2 separate regions of the Capsicum annuum genome follow, and region 1 is linked to region 2. A link is a contact called in public Hi-C data. All regions are on one chromosome and are shown on one strand. Each heading gives the region's core, a stretch centred on a gene start, on an enhancer-like site or on the middle of the called end of the contact. The rest is flanking DNA. Distances are from core to core; before and after follow the strand shown.

Region 1 (7,463 bases), core at 1,753-4,252, 140 kb after region 2:
TCATAAAGATACGAATGTATAATGTGTTAGTATACATTCATGCCAATGTATAATGAAACTGTGCCAGTCCAAAAAATGTATGGTAATATAGTTTTAGACATTCTGAAGTTTTTTGTGTTTTATAGTTGATTTTTATGTAGTTGAATAATTAAATTACAAATGTATAATATTTAATTATACATTCGGACAAATGTATAATGAAAATTGGGGCAATGCCAGGAATTGCATTTTGTCCATATATATCTATTTAATACTTTTGTTTAATACATTGACTCAGTCTAAATAAATTAAAGCTATGTACTGAATTGTCGTTACAAAGACTGCAAGTGGATCTTGAAGACGTCTTCTATGAATGAATCGAAAATGTGCCTAGCAATATGGCTAATGGGCTGCAGATCTAGGCATTCTGGTAACATGGTCTCTATATGGCCAAGCCTATTGCCACAAACTAATTTTACTCTTTCACCAGTTGCATCATCTACTATCCATCTAGAACTTGTTGATAATGGTAAACAATGAAAAAAAATTGCAAAAGAGCAAAGAAAAATAAATATTCTGGCTAATTTCATCATGTTTTTATCCGAAGAGTATCAAAGAACATAAGCCGAGGGTCTATCAAAAATAGCGATTACACATATCAAATAAAGTTAGTTATATTGAACGAAAAGAATTGATTGATCTCGTATATTTAGCAGTAGTTAATGTTGATGTGATCGGACAAAATAAAATTTATCTCAAAAAACTAATCCTTATCTGATCTATTGGGGAGAATTCTGTTCGAATTATAAGTGGTAATAGCTTAAAAGAATTTGTATCCTATCAGGTTATGTAAAAGACTATACTTAATTTATCACAATAAGTAAAACTAGTTGAAACAAAATATAGGTAATTTACTATAACGTGAAAAGTTTGTAGTATGTTTTGGGTCAAATGTACACCATCTCTTAATTTGTATCTAATCAGGTCACTTAAAAGATAAATTATCCACAATTTTCCATAATATATAAAATTGGTTAAAAAATAAAATAGATGGTTTACTAAAACCTGTTAAATTTGTAGTATGGCTTGGTTCACAAGATACACGTTCTCTTTTAGAGTCCTAGTTAACAGATAGTAGATTGGTATGAAATAGTAATAAATAAGATTATAATCTATATTTGTATATCATGTAGATCGCTTCAAATTGTTACTTATTATTTACTTAATCGGCTTCAAGTTAAGTGATATTTTTGCTTCACGAGAGTTAATTAAGCAGATAAGATCAACTCAATATTACTAAAATTATATATTCAAAAATTATGTAAAAAATATAATAAGTTGCAACTCTATTCATGTCAACATAACAGCATACTCAATGCAATTCTACATATGGGCTCCTATCGAAAAAATCTCTTAAACTCTACTAAACATTGGCTAACGCAAACTTGAACCATTGAGTTTGAGAATTACAATACTTTTTTCATCTAAGCCAACATATTTCCTAACCAAAACTTTAGATGAAGAATAATAAGTATAATAATCCAAACACGATTCCTTCCCATTCTCATCAATATTTGAAAGTTGATAATTTGAAGCAAGTTTTCATGTACTTTGCTTATTGCAATCTAAAAATAACAGTTAAACTTGTATGAGGGTAACTTATACATCTAAAAATTTAAATTAGGACCATAATTAAACAACAAATATAAATGTATGATGGTTATTTATACATCTAACAATTTATATCAGACCCTAAATAAACAACAATTACACATGTCTGAGGGTAACTTACACATCTCAAAATTAATATCAAAATTAATACTTTATAATTGTTTGTTTTTTCATAACTGGCAATGTATAACCTATAGAAATATATTTCAGAATACCTACATTATACATTAGTGGGATGAAATAGCTAATGTATAATGTCTTATTATACCTATGTCAACTTATACATAAACTCATAATCAATATCTTCGGAAAACGTGGTCGACCGGAATCATCAAACTTCTTCTTACTTGCCGCTTTAGAACCTGACTTCTTCGATCTAGAACTAGCCGCTTCCTTCAATTTCTACATTGTTGCCGATTCGTTTCGATACTTTGAACGATTCTCTGCGAAATTGGGTTCTTCGCAATCAAATGTACCAGGAACAAACCCAATGTGAATATCTTGTTTTTGAGAATCTAACTGATTAAGTCCTAAACTAAAGTTAGGACGAGAATCCATTACCAATTTTATACTATATCGATTAAACAAAAGCAAGTACAAACCAAGAAAATAAAAAATCCAACTTGTAGTATATGAAGAAAAAACGAAAAAAACAAACTACGAAAGTTGAATATACTTGCAAAATACAGTAATTTCATAGAAACGAACATGCATTCAGAGAATAAATGAAACAAATCCTAAAGTTGAAAAAAAGAAGTAAATCAATAAAATCAATTAAAGCTTCAAAACTTACAAATTGATAACCTCCAAGTAGATTACTTAAATTTTACCGTGAAAAAAGAGTTTTCAAATGTGGAGAAAATATCAGGTGTAATTAGATGGGGAGCAAAATACGGAAGAAAATATAGTGTTTTAGATGTGTAAGATTTATGAAAGAGAAAGTAACAAAAAAGGAGATTTATGTGATTAGTTTTGGATTTATATAAATACTTTATCAAATTAATATTTAATGTAATAAGGTATTCTTAGTTTGTGTATACATGTAAATCTTAGTAATTACTTTAGCATTATCTAGTTTGAGTTGGTAGGTGATCAATAAACCAATAACTTATGTCCAACTCTCAAAGTGGAGCAACTGTTTTTTAGACACGTTACTTTTTTAGTTGCAAATCACGATTCCCTACATTTTTAGACTCATCTATATTTAAAATATATTTTTTAATTAAATTTAAATAACTTAAAATTTGTAAATTTTTAATATCTAAATTTAAAAAAAAATAAAAATTAATTACTTTAATTTAATTTAAAAATTAAATTAAATTAACTCACGAAAACATCGGAGCATGTGAAAAGTAATGAGGGAGTATTTATTTTCTTAAAGTTTCAACTTCATCATTGCTGGAAAACTTTATCCCAAAATTTTGCCCAACCAACATCCTAAAAGACAAAAATAAAAATAGCATGTAACATAATTTTCTCTCAATTTCTCCAAAATTGGTTAAGTCATAAATGTAAAATGTCTGGTTTGTTTCTTGGAATTCTATGTATTACTAAAAGGGGTTATCAGTTTAGATCTTTTGAATCACTTAGCCCTTCTACTTCTTCCAAGGTATGTATATATAATAGACCTTGAATTTTCTGATTTTTTTAGTGTATTTACTTTTTTATATTTTGAATTTCCTTCTTGAAAATTTTGCTTTGGACATGTATATTTGTTAAGGAATTCATTGACGGGTCGTTTGGCAGGAGAGATGAAGGATAATAACTTTGTGATAAAATGCACATGCGTTTAGTTAATGGTACTAATTAGTCTCGAAATTATTTATTTCACTATTTATTTATATTATAGTGACGGAATAAGTTGTGTCATTTCCTATACCAAACAACCCCTAAATATTTGTAAATATTTGACTGTGAATTCAGTGATTATGGTATATTAACTTATACTTGTAGGAAGAATGTATAAACTTTAAATTTTGGATCCGCCTCTACACAACTTTTGTGGTGAATCTTGATGTGAATAGAGTGAAAGAATGAAATTTTTTTAAGTATATTGATGTGTTTTGCATTTGAAATGAGCAGGTAAAGCAAAGAATTATAGGAAGTAATGGATATAATGATGAGGATCTAGGTGAAAAAGCTAGAGAAGCCAAACAGAGATTGGATCATAGGCTAAGAAGGTAATTTCCAGCTTGTTCTGTACATAATTTGTCTCATTTTGCTTAAATGCAAGGTAAGGCTGTGTACAATAGACACTTGTGGTCTGTCCCTTATCCGGACTTGTGCATAGCCGGAGCTTTAGTGCACTGGATTGCCGTTCTGTTTTGCTTAAAATTATCTGGTGATTTTAGTTTACTGAATGAAGTTTTGGTAAGTTGTTCCCATAGTTCTTGTAGTTCAGTTAGCTCAATTTTTATTTTTTTTTTTTTGTGAGGGAATCGGTAGCAGCTACCCTGCTCCTGTGAAGCAGCTTGTAAACCACACAGGAGAGATAAACCTGCACTAGGCGAGCCCAGTGTAACGAGCTCGATCCAAAAGGCCAACCCCCTGCTGTCATAGGCAGGGATTTCGAACTTGAAACCTCCATTATGAAGTCATCTCTAACCAATCCCAAAGGGTTGGTTCAGTTAGCTCAATGTTACCTCATAAGACTCTAAAACCTAATTAGGAGATAACATATATTGCTTGTATTATGGAGATTCTTGTGTATTACCATTTATTTGTCTTAGTATCCTGAAATCGTTCGAATCCGAATTGCATTGCATAGGGCCCATTGAAGGGAAAGCGCTCTCTATTCAATGCTCATAAATCTTGTTAGGAGAGCATATTTTGCTTGTACTCTAAATATAGAAAAAGGTGATTCTCACTTCTTCGAGATAAAATAAAACCGAGTTTTTAACTAAACATATCCCTTGTGTATGGGGTAGGATAAATGATTCTCCTTCATATATAACCTCGGACACCTTTACCCTCTCGACTTTGCAAGAAAAAGCTAAAACTAATGGACAAACTGCAAGTGATTTGCATGTAATTGGGGGATATTTTCCGCCCATTCTAACTATTCATAGGTATAGTTAACCTCAATTAGAGGCAGCTATCATTTATCGTAACTGGGCTTGACAGTTCATTCTAATGAGCTATACATAAATGATCTTGTCATTTCTCTATGTATAATCGAGTCTTGTCCGTTTGAACTGCATTATGCATAACTGAGTTTTTTAGATCTGGTCTGTATTTATATGATTTGTAGAATTATTTCACTCTTACTCGTCAACTACCACGGCATAAGTATTCGGAACTTCTGTACAGTTGCCATTGTCCGTGTGAAATCACTGGTTTGGTCTTCTTGATATAACGCCCTAAATGATGTTTCGGAAGGAATTTGGCCTCTTGATGCCTGAGAATTGTAACTTCTGGGATTGGCAGAAGTATCTTGTTTTGAGCTTACCTTGGGGATAACAAATTCCGTCCATTCTAAATGTTCATAGGTATAGATAACTTCACTTACAGGCAGCTGTATATCGCTGAGCGTGACAGTTTGCATTAATTGAGCTATACATAACGTAGCTTGACATCTCTGTATAAATAACTGAGTTTTGTCCATTCTAACTGATTTGCGTAATTGGGCTTTTTTCTACCTCTGTAGTGAATAGAGATTGTGTGTATTTATATGACGTGTAGAACTACTTCACTCTTTCTCGTCAATCTGGTAACGTGGAGTATCCGAAACTTCCACGGGGTTGTCATTCTCTGTATGAGATAACCAGTTTGGATCTTCTTGATATGAAGCTCTAAATGGTATTTCTCTGTGGGAAAGTTGGCTTCTTGATGCTTGATATGCAACTTGCGGGATCGGCGGAAGCATCTTGTTTTGAACTTACCTTGGAAGTAGCCATTTAATGAAGTGAAATCCAATCATTCCTATAAGTTTACTCGCGGTAATCGTTTAAGCAGATGAACGAAAAAAATGCATATCAGTGGATCCAATCGATATTGATTTTTTCAATTGCCGATAAACAAACCAACCTAAAGACTGAAAGTGGGATTAATGTGAAAAAATGAGGAATTTGGCAGTTTAATTAGTATCCAGTATTGACTGTTGCCATTTAAAGGAACTACTTTCAGAACATGGTGCTTTTGTTAACCTACCTAGTATATCTGAAATATATACACTGTATGTTGTTATTAAGAAATATATCTGAAGATGCCTACAAATGGATGCTTTATGAATGATGAAAAAGAAAGAAATATATATAAATATTTTGTTTGATTATTTTCACTTAAGTGCATTCTCTGTGTTCTGCATCCTGGTAAATTTGTTTCTCCAGTCATGAGCCCACAATAATGATATGATGTGAGCTTAAATGATGAAATGACGATCATTTAGCTCACCCCAACTTATTTGGGACTAAGGCGTAGTAGTCATTGTTGTAGTCCCGAGCTCATAAATTTTATTTTACTACGCTCTTTTGGGGGGCGTCCAGGGAGCCTTGGGTGGTGGGGGTAGAAGTGAAGATTTATCTTCCGGGTCATGGTTTGCATATACATTGTGGTTGGATTTCATCACTTCTATGGAATGGGATGAAGAATAGAGTTTGGACATTCTTTTTACCTCTCACAAGTCAGTAGTCTGCTGCCGTTACTTTGCCTATCCTCAAACATAAAGGATAATCTCAAGTAAACCTTGCATGTCATGCTAATCAAAGGAACATTATTGACTGAAGTTTGAATCCTTTTGTCCTCGTTATCTACAAATCGAATCTGTGGATGCTCAAGCATTTATAATATTTCATTGATATCGATTCCATTGCTTATTGGATACCAATATCAGAAAACACCTGATGTTTACACCGAACTAACTTATGTTTATCATGGTTATGTGAGATTAAACTTTGTCAAGTGATAAGTTGTATTTAAAAAGTACATGCCATGTATCTATTGATTAGATACAGATATCGGTGTGTGCAAATTTTTTCATTCCATCAACCAAGTGATTGTTTTTCTTGAGGCATGTTTACTAACCCTCATATTCAGTCCTTAGTTAAAACATTTTCTGGTAATGTGATCTCAACTGTGTTGCTCAGACCCTTCAGACTGCCAGGTGTGTGTCGGTTCCTCCAAAACAGTGCATTTTTGGAGGATCCGGCACAGGTTCGACAGCATTTTGGAGAGTCCGATCAACATAAGATCTTAGTGAGATTATACTTATTTGTTGTGGTTATTAAAAACAGGACTAAGAGTAAGGAAGAAAGATGCAAGGATGTCGAAAACGGGCAAGTAGAATCAAATACTTTGCAGAAGAAAGAGATGATTGGACTGAAGCAAAATGGGATAAAGACGTTTAGCAGGGTGAGAAAGCAATGGGAGGGTTCAGAAAATGATGAATGCACCATTTGCTTGGACCAATTCAAGATTGGAGATAACCTAATCCATTTGCAATGTGACCACAAGTTCCATTCATGTTGTTTGGTTCCCTGGTTGGAGAATTATCCCTATTGTCCTTGCTGTAGAATGGAGATTGTCACTTGAATAAGTGGATCGCGACCGCGCGTATAGTTTGTACAGATGATATGGAATTAGCTTAAATGAAGGTGTTGGGATTCATGGAGCCGATCCTAACTTGTTTGGGAGTGAGACGTAGTTGTTACTACTGTTGTTTGTGGAGTTTGTACATGAGAAGTTTTGAATAAGAGGATTGTATGATGTATCACTAGATCAACTAGTCCACCCTTTTTGTGTTTTAAATAAGTCAATGTTTGCTAGAGAAGTGTGACTCTTGAGATATTTAGGACTTTCATTAAACATGTTTCTAC
Region 2 (7,023 bases), core at 4,259-6,758:
AGAAGTATAAATTGGGGGTGGGGGGTAATTTAAAAAAAATGATGTTTATTATCTAATTTTCACAAATCCCTAAATGCGTATATAAATTTCTCTCAACAATTTTTACCGTCAAATAAATTTAAGATTGACAAAAATGGTGGATAAAAAAGTGAAAGAAGTATAAATTAATGGGGTGAGTTAATATACTGTTTTTGGCAAGACGAACACGGAAATATGTATCTAATTTTTAAATATCTCCCAATAATTTTTACCATTAAATAAGCTTAAGATTGACAAAAATAATGGATAAAAATGAAGAAAAAGATATAAATTAATAGAGGTGAATTAATATATTGTTGGTGGGCCAACTTGGGCGCCACATCAGCCAAAAAAGGGTTGTAACGCTCTTTCATGGAGGTGTAATACACGCACCTTGCCAACTCAACAAAAGGTGCAAAAGTGACACACTTGTACGCTACTTGAGGTGCCAAAAAGGGCCAATGTCCACTTGAGGTGCCTAAGTGAAAGATGTCGCCAAGTTGAGGGGCCTGGCGATGTATTCTGCCTTTTAAAAATGACATGGCCATTAACCTACCACTACAGTAAAATTGCATGAAAACATGAATTTATACTGCTAAGTTGTTTAATCACGAAAACATCGTAAGCGTCAAACCTAAAGCACGTTTAACCCAAGATTCAGTTGTATAAAAAGCAGCCAAACTAAGTTAATTAATAACTAAGATTCCATTTCACACATCTGCATATGGAAGTAAAGATCAAATTACTAATAAATAAATACTCCATTTAATCCGTGCTAGCAAAAAAGAAAGATTACCTCTCATTCTTTTGTAAAGCATTTCTCAAGGACCCATTAACCATATATTCTGTAACAGTAGCCACTGAGCCACCGGGACCGTCTAGCACAACACCATAGAAGGCAACCACGTTTGGATGGTGCAAATCAGCAAGTTTGATGGCCTCATTCCAGAAATCAGCCCTCTAAATGAAAAAATAGCACAGCTAAAATATACATGAACAAAAGATGCAAGGATCTTGAATAAATTAGTTAAATTATCAGGTACAGGGAAAAAGACAGATACAAGAAGAAATTGAAAGAAGGGGAAAAACGACACCAACCATGCGCTCTTGTTCTGAAGCTTTCCCAGCAAAACACCTGTCGTTAATCCTTTTAATTGCAACATCAGTACCCCTCCACTTTCCATGATAAACAGTGCCAAATGTACCAGAACCCAATTCCCGAATCTCCTCGAGGTCATCATTCTTTATAATCTATTCACGAGAAGGCAATATTTTTTAAAAAAGACAGGAAAATGAAAAAATTGCGACGTAGCAGTGGCAGTAAAAGGTCAGTTCATTTTTCCAGTTAGGTATAACAAATTATGGAAATTGCACTGGACAAGAAATGTCGAACCTGCAAGCGCCCAATGCCATCTGATACAGGAAACCCAAAATTTGCTCTCTCTGGAAATTTAGTTTTAGTTTCCTGAACAGAGATTGCTAGCTATTAGCAAAAGACTGGCAAAGATAAGATATAAGAAACTGATTCTAAAGAACTTGCATAGAAGCAGCTGTTGTTTGTGTGAGAGAATTTAAGACCTCAAATTTATCCTTGGGGTCCTTTCCGGCATTAATGTTTTCAAATTCAGCATTCCGTTGACTTGAAGATGGTGACTCACTCCTCCCATGTGTGGACGGATCAGCATTAGATGGAGTTGATGAGTGAAGAACAGAAGCAGCGACGCCCTCAGCAACAGCCTGAAGTTCTTGTTTGATCATTTCCTCCTCTGAGCCTTCAATAGCAAATAGGAGAAAACAGTTAGGACTGCAAGAACATACTATGATCTACCAATACTAAATTCCAGAAAGAAGCAAATCGAAGCTTCTCACCTTTCTTGGACCATGATTGATCTGAACTGTAATCTGTATTACCTGAGGGAAGGTAAGCTCCATCCTCCAACCGAATCTGTGTTTGTAATCCACCACTAGTAATAGTTGGCAACTCACTATTGTCAAAACAATTCTCGCCAGAATAATCCTTGGTGCCAGCAGCTTCCTTTTTTAGCTGAAGTTTACTCGGTTTAGGAGGAGGGAAATGGGCATCATGTTGCAAATTCCATGGATCCTGGTAGCTATATAGAGAATTTGAATTCTCCTGTACAAATGGTGCAGTACTATCAAGAATGGCCATTTCAGCAGTTGTAGGACTCAACATTGGCTGGAAATGCTGAGCCCCGTCTTTCCATTCACCAATAGCTGGAGTTCTTTCTGTTGCATGGGCGGCAGTTAGATGGGTAGATTTTTCACCTGGGATCAAGTTCGGTTGGGCATGCACACCTGGATTTGTCATAACAGGATGCTGAGAGACTTCATACCCTTCTGCAGCCTGAAGGTTGTGCAAGAGACGATTCTCATTTGGAGAAACAGGTATTTCATTTGGATTCACGTTACTAGTAACCAACCCTGGATATCCCTCCATCCCACCAAACGGTTGTACTCTGTTACTCAAGATGTCTTCCCTTCTAAAGTAATCAACAGCTGGCTTCCTCTGCTCATTATTTGCTGAAATTTCAGCAGGGTTCATCAGGAGATTTTCTATCCTTCCCTCAATTTGCCTCAAATGGTTGTAAGCCGTTACAGATTCTACATCATTTTCTTTCGGAAGCATGGTAGGTACGGTTCCACTATAATTCTTGGGAGATTCACCACTTAAGTTATCCAGTGTTTGACCAGGCACGCCTCCAACCACAAGGTAATCACTATTGACTGGTTTGTTCACCGCAACTTCCTGTTTAACCTGATATTGTGATGGAACCAGAAGCTGCTCAGTGGCATTAACATGGCATGGTTGAGGAACAGCACCAACAAAAACTCCATAAGGTGATTGCTGCACCGTACTTGTTAACCCTATCACACCTTGGGGAACTGACACCTTTGGGTGCTCTGCGAACTCAGGTTTTTGAAGGTTTCTATCATATTCATGCTGTTTATCAACAGTTTGTGAGCCTCCAATTACCTCACCTTGGCCTTTTCCAACTCCATGATCCATCTGACCCCCAAATCTTTGCCCAACAGCAGCTCCCTCACCCAGGTTTCCTGTTGTAACAGCTTGGTAAATAGGCCGCCCCCTCTCATCCAACCTAAGGCTATGATGCACTGGATTAAAGTCAGATACTGTGCTTGCAGGACTCTCTCTTTGGTTTTGTGCTATTGAATCTGAGTGTGCATGAGGCAGCGACTTTTGACACATTAGACAGTCATCAAACCTAGGTGATGCCTCAGAACCAGTAACCAGTGGTTGAGGCACCTGACCTTCAGAAAGTGGCACCTGCACCTGCTGAGTCTGCGGAACCTGGTGCCATCCATAAGCTCCTCCAAGACCTGCAGGAGGGGCATGATGCTGATAGACACTATATCCTTGGTCAATAGGTAACTGCACAACTCTCTGCCCCAATGTTCCTTCTGCAGGATAATGTTCTAACCTAACATGTTGGGGCTGAATCTGTGAGGCAACCAGATTAGGATTCATACTGACATGGCCTGAAGGAGTCATTGTCATGTGAAGAGCAGGGACAAACTGCTGAGTCGAACCACCAGCAATTATATGCTGCTGATTGATTACTGGCCCAACCGTTCCCAAAAGCTGTCTTGGGAATCCCATTTGGGAAGGGATCTGAACATAATCTGTACGGCTTGCAGTCTCCCTCTGAGGATCCACATAAACTGGGACATATGGTGTAGTTCCTGGATAAGTCACTCCTGTTTGCTGCATATCATAACCCATTTGTTGCTGCTGTGCAGCAACAGGCATAACTTTCTCTAACCCGTGCTCCGGCTGAGCAGATACACTTGACACTGTACCAGGAACAACTAATGGAATGGTCACTGGAGCAACAGAAGCATCAGCATGAGCTGCGGGATGTGCATCTGGAGACACCAAACTGTAAACCGGTTCTTGAGAGGTAGCAGAAGTCCCACTAGGTGATAATGCGTCAAAAGAAGGTACAGCTCTAAGCTCCCCCTGACCATGACCTAAGCCATCCATAGCTTCAGAGCCACTAAATTCTGAATTCTGGGTGGAACCAGCACTAGCGTTACTCACTTTCCTAGCAAGACCAATACCACCAACTCCATTACTAATCCCATTCACTGCCTCGACATACCTCTGTCCACTATCTTGTAGATCTCCTAATTGCGCTACAACGGACGATTCAAGCTCTGAAGACGAAAAAAGAAACACCCTCAATTTAGCAGACCCATCTGACGCTCTTTCAACCAACTTTTCATACTCATCCATCATATTTTCAAGATCTTCTGAACAAGAAACGGTCACAAGTGCATCAAGATCCTCATCAGGCAACTGGTACTTAATCGTCACATCCTGCCCATAAGTATCTACCATCTTGCGAACCAGCTCCGCAAAACTCACATCCCTCCTAACACTAATAATTCTAGTCTGTCCACCTACATATCTCAATGCCCCATCACTCGGCCTCGGGATTATCCTCCCACCAAAACTACACAAAAACTTAACTTTCCTCCCTGACACCGAACCATCACCACCACCATCATCGGTAGCACGCTCAGACGCATTACTACCAACCCTTCCCCCGGAATTCAAATTATGCGACAACCCACTACCCGAATTCACAACACCAACACTCACAACACCCGGTGGCTGCGAACCAACAACCTGTGGGACCCACCCAGCTGCCACCGAACCCGCATTATTAGCATATCCTAAACCTACAAACCCTCCATCAGCTACAGTAGCAGGATAATAAACCCCTTGTATAGTTCCAGGACTACCTCCAACATCCCGGGTCGGGTTACCATAAAACCCCTCAACGGGTCGACCCGATTCTTCTGCCACTGTCCTAACAATATTCAATGGCCTCAAATCTTTAGGTATTGAACTTTGTTCAAAAGCCATAATCTTTACAAATCAAGATTCAATTTTTTTTACCACCAAAACCCAAAATTACTATTTCTACATTAAACAAATACAAAAACCAAGAACCCCAAATTACTAAAAATAGCAACTTTGAACTAAAAATTACCTCAATAAACCCTAATGGGGTTCACCCAAATACAAGAAAATCAAAAGGGGTTTTCAAGAAACATATGTATTCAGTAACCAAACAACATCTAACTGAAAAATTACCTCCAAGAAAGTAGTGGATAACAAGAAGAAGAAGAAGAACAGCACTTTCTTGCTAATTTCTATATTTGTATAGCTGAGATACCAAAAAAAAATATACAAATTCCCTTATAATTTTTTAAAATCATTTTTTTTTTCTGAAATTTTTTGCAGAAAAATATGAGTGGGTCGCTATCAAAATTCTAGAAATGGAAGAGGAAGGTGCCTATGATTTTGATTTTGATTTTTATTTTTATTTTTTATTTCTTGAAAAAAAAATTAGCAGAAAGATATTAAAGAAATTGAAATTTGAGAGAAAGAGAAGATAATAGGGGGAAAGGGCACGTGGAAGACTGCATGCAGAAGTGTTTCAATTTTGCAAAATTTAGTCAATTTGGGGAAGGATCTAATTAAGGAAGGATCTAAAAGCAATTTTTTTTTTTTAAAGAAAAAAAGTTGAAAGCAACACTTTAAAAAGAGAAAATGATCAAATACCCCCACTTTTGTCCCAAATTTCAACTACACATTTATACTTTGAAAGGTCCTATGATCCCCTAAACTATTTTAAAATGAAATTATTATCTCCAAATTATTTTAAAGTGGAATATACCTTTCTAAAAACTCATACCCAAATTTTATTTTGATTTGTGGTTAACACGCGCTGCCACGTGTTATGTCACGTAATTCCATGTCATATATCATTTTTTTACTATAAAAATTAATTCCACGTCATGCCACATCATCATCATCTTCTTCTTCTTCCTCTTCTTCTTCTATTCTTCTTCTTCAATGGCATAATAAATCATATAGAATTCACACGATATGTAATCTTATCAAAATCAAATCAACAATTAATGTTCAAAAAATATTCGATTTTCACAAAATGGTATCGCAACAGTGATGGCGCCGGAAAATTCAAAATTTCAGTGACTTTATTTTTCAATCTGAATTGATTCAATATTCTCACGTAATTCGAGTTCTTGGATGCCATTGAAAAAGAAGAAGAATAAAAGGAAATATCATTGATGAGTTCTTGGATCCCATTGAAGAAGAAAAAAAATTGCTCTTGGATGCCATTGAAGAAGCAGAAGAAGAATTGAAGAAGAAGAAAAAAAATTAATTGTCATTGATGGGTTCTTGGATGCCATTGAAGAAGAAGAAGAATTGAAGAAGAAGAAGGAGAAAATAATTTAATTGCCATTTATGGGTTCTTGGATGCCATTGAAGAAGAAAAAAAAAATTAATTGTCATTCTTAGATGTCATTGAAGAAGAAGAAGAATTGGGGAAGAAGAAGAAGAAAGAAAAATAATAATTAAAATTATATATATTTATTTAAAGAAAAAATAAAAATAATTTTTTAATAAAATATTTTTGTTCTTATTCTTTTTAAAGAGAGTGAAACACACTCTCTTGCCATGTTAGCATTGGAGGGATAATAATTTCATTTTAAAATAGTTCAGGGAGGTCATAGGACCTTCTCAAAGTATAAGTGTGTAGTTGGGATTTGAGGTAAAAGTTGGGGGAGGGGATATTTGACCATTTCTCTTTAAAAAAAAAGATGAATGTCTAATTCTTTTTACTAGGAGAACTTATAGGATAGTTGCGAGCAAAATGAATGGATGAGCTTTGAAAAAAGCAAATAAAAATGAGCTATACTTATTAAATGAAGATGATTGTCATACTTTCATAAACTTTTGAGCAAAAAAAGGAACACGAACATTGTGTCATAAGATTTAGAATAGTTTGAGAGATATTATGATTTTGGGCATTGTAGGTGTATACATGTTGAGGGCGTTAAGGGTGTTATTCATAGAACGATGCATAGGGAGAGATAGATTGTGTCAAGTGAAATTTTGGTGGAATTTTGAAAGAACGCAACAAGGTA

What was found. Hi-C and Micro-C count contacts between places; a contact is called where the count stands out from the background.
Region 1: a Hi-C map of placenta shows a contact between it and region 2, with 3 times the contacts expected there. The contact joins the promoter of LOC107853029 here to the promoter of LOC107877681 in region 2. A contact is called at or near these places in 2 of 5 Hi-C or Micro-C datasets (leaf and placenta).

The regions. Positions count from the first base shown.
Region 1 is chr7:8,123,686-8,131,148 of UCD10Xv1.1, forward strand. LOC107853029 (putative RING-H2 finger protein ATL71) reads left to right here and starts at 3,003. Exons shown (of 3, transcript XM_016698049.2): 1 at 3,003-3,259; 2 at 3,733-3,830; 3 at 6,882-7,463. The coding sequence starts at 3,167. The coding sequence ends at 7,179.
Region 2 is chr7:7,976,357-7,983,379 of UCD10Xv1.1, forward strand. LOC107877681 reads right to left here and starts at 5,509. Exons shown (of 9, transcript XM_016724371.2): 1 at 1,930-5,509; 2 at 1,597-1,790; 3 at 1,412-1,483; 4 at 1,117-1,269; 5 at 815-978. The coding sequence starts at 4,930.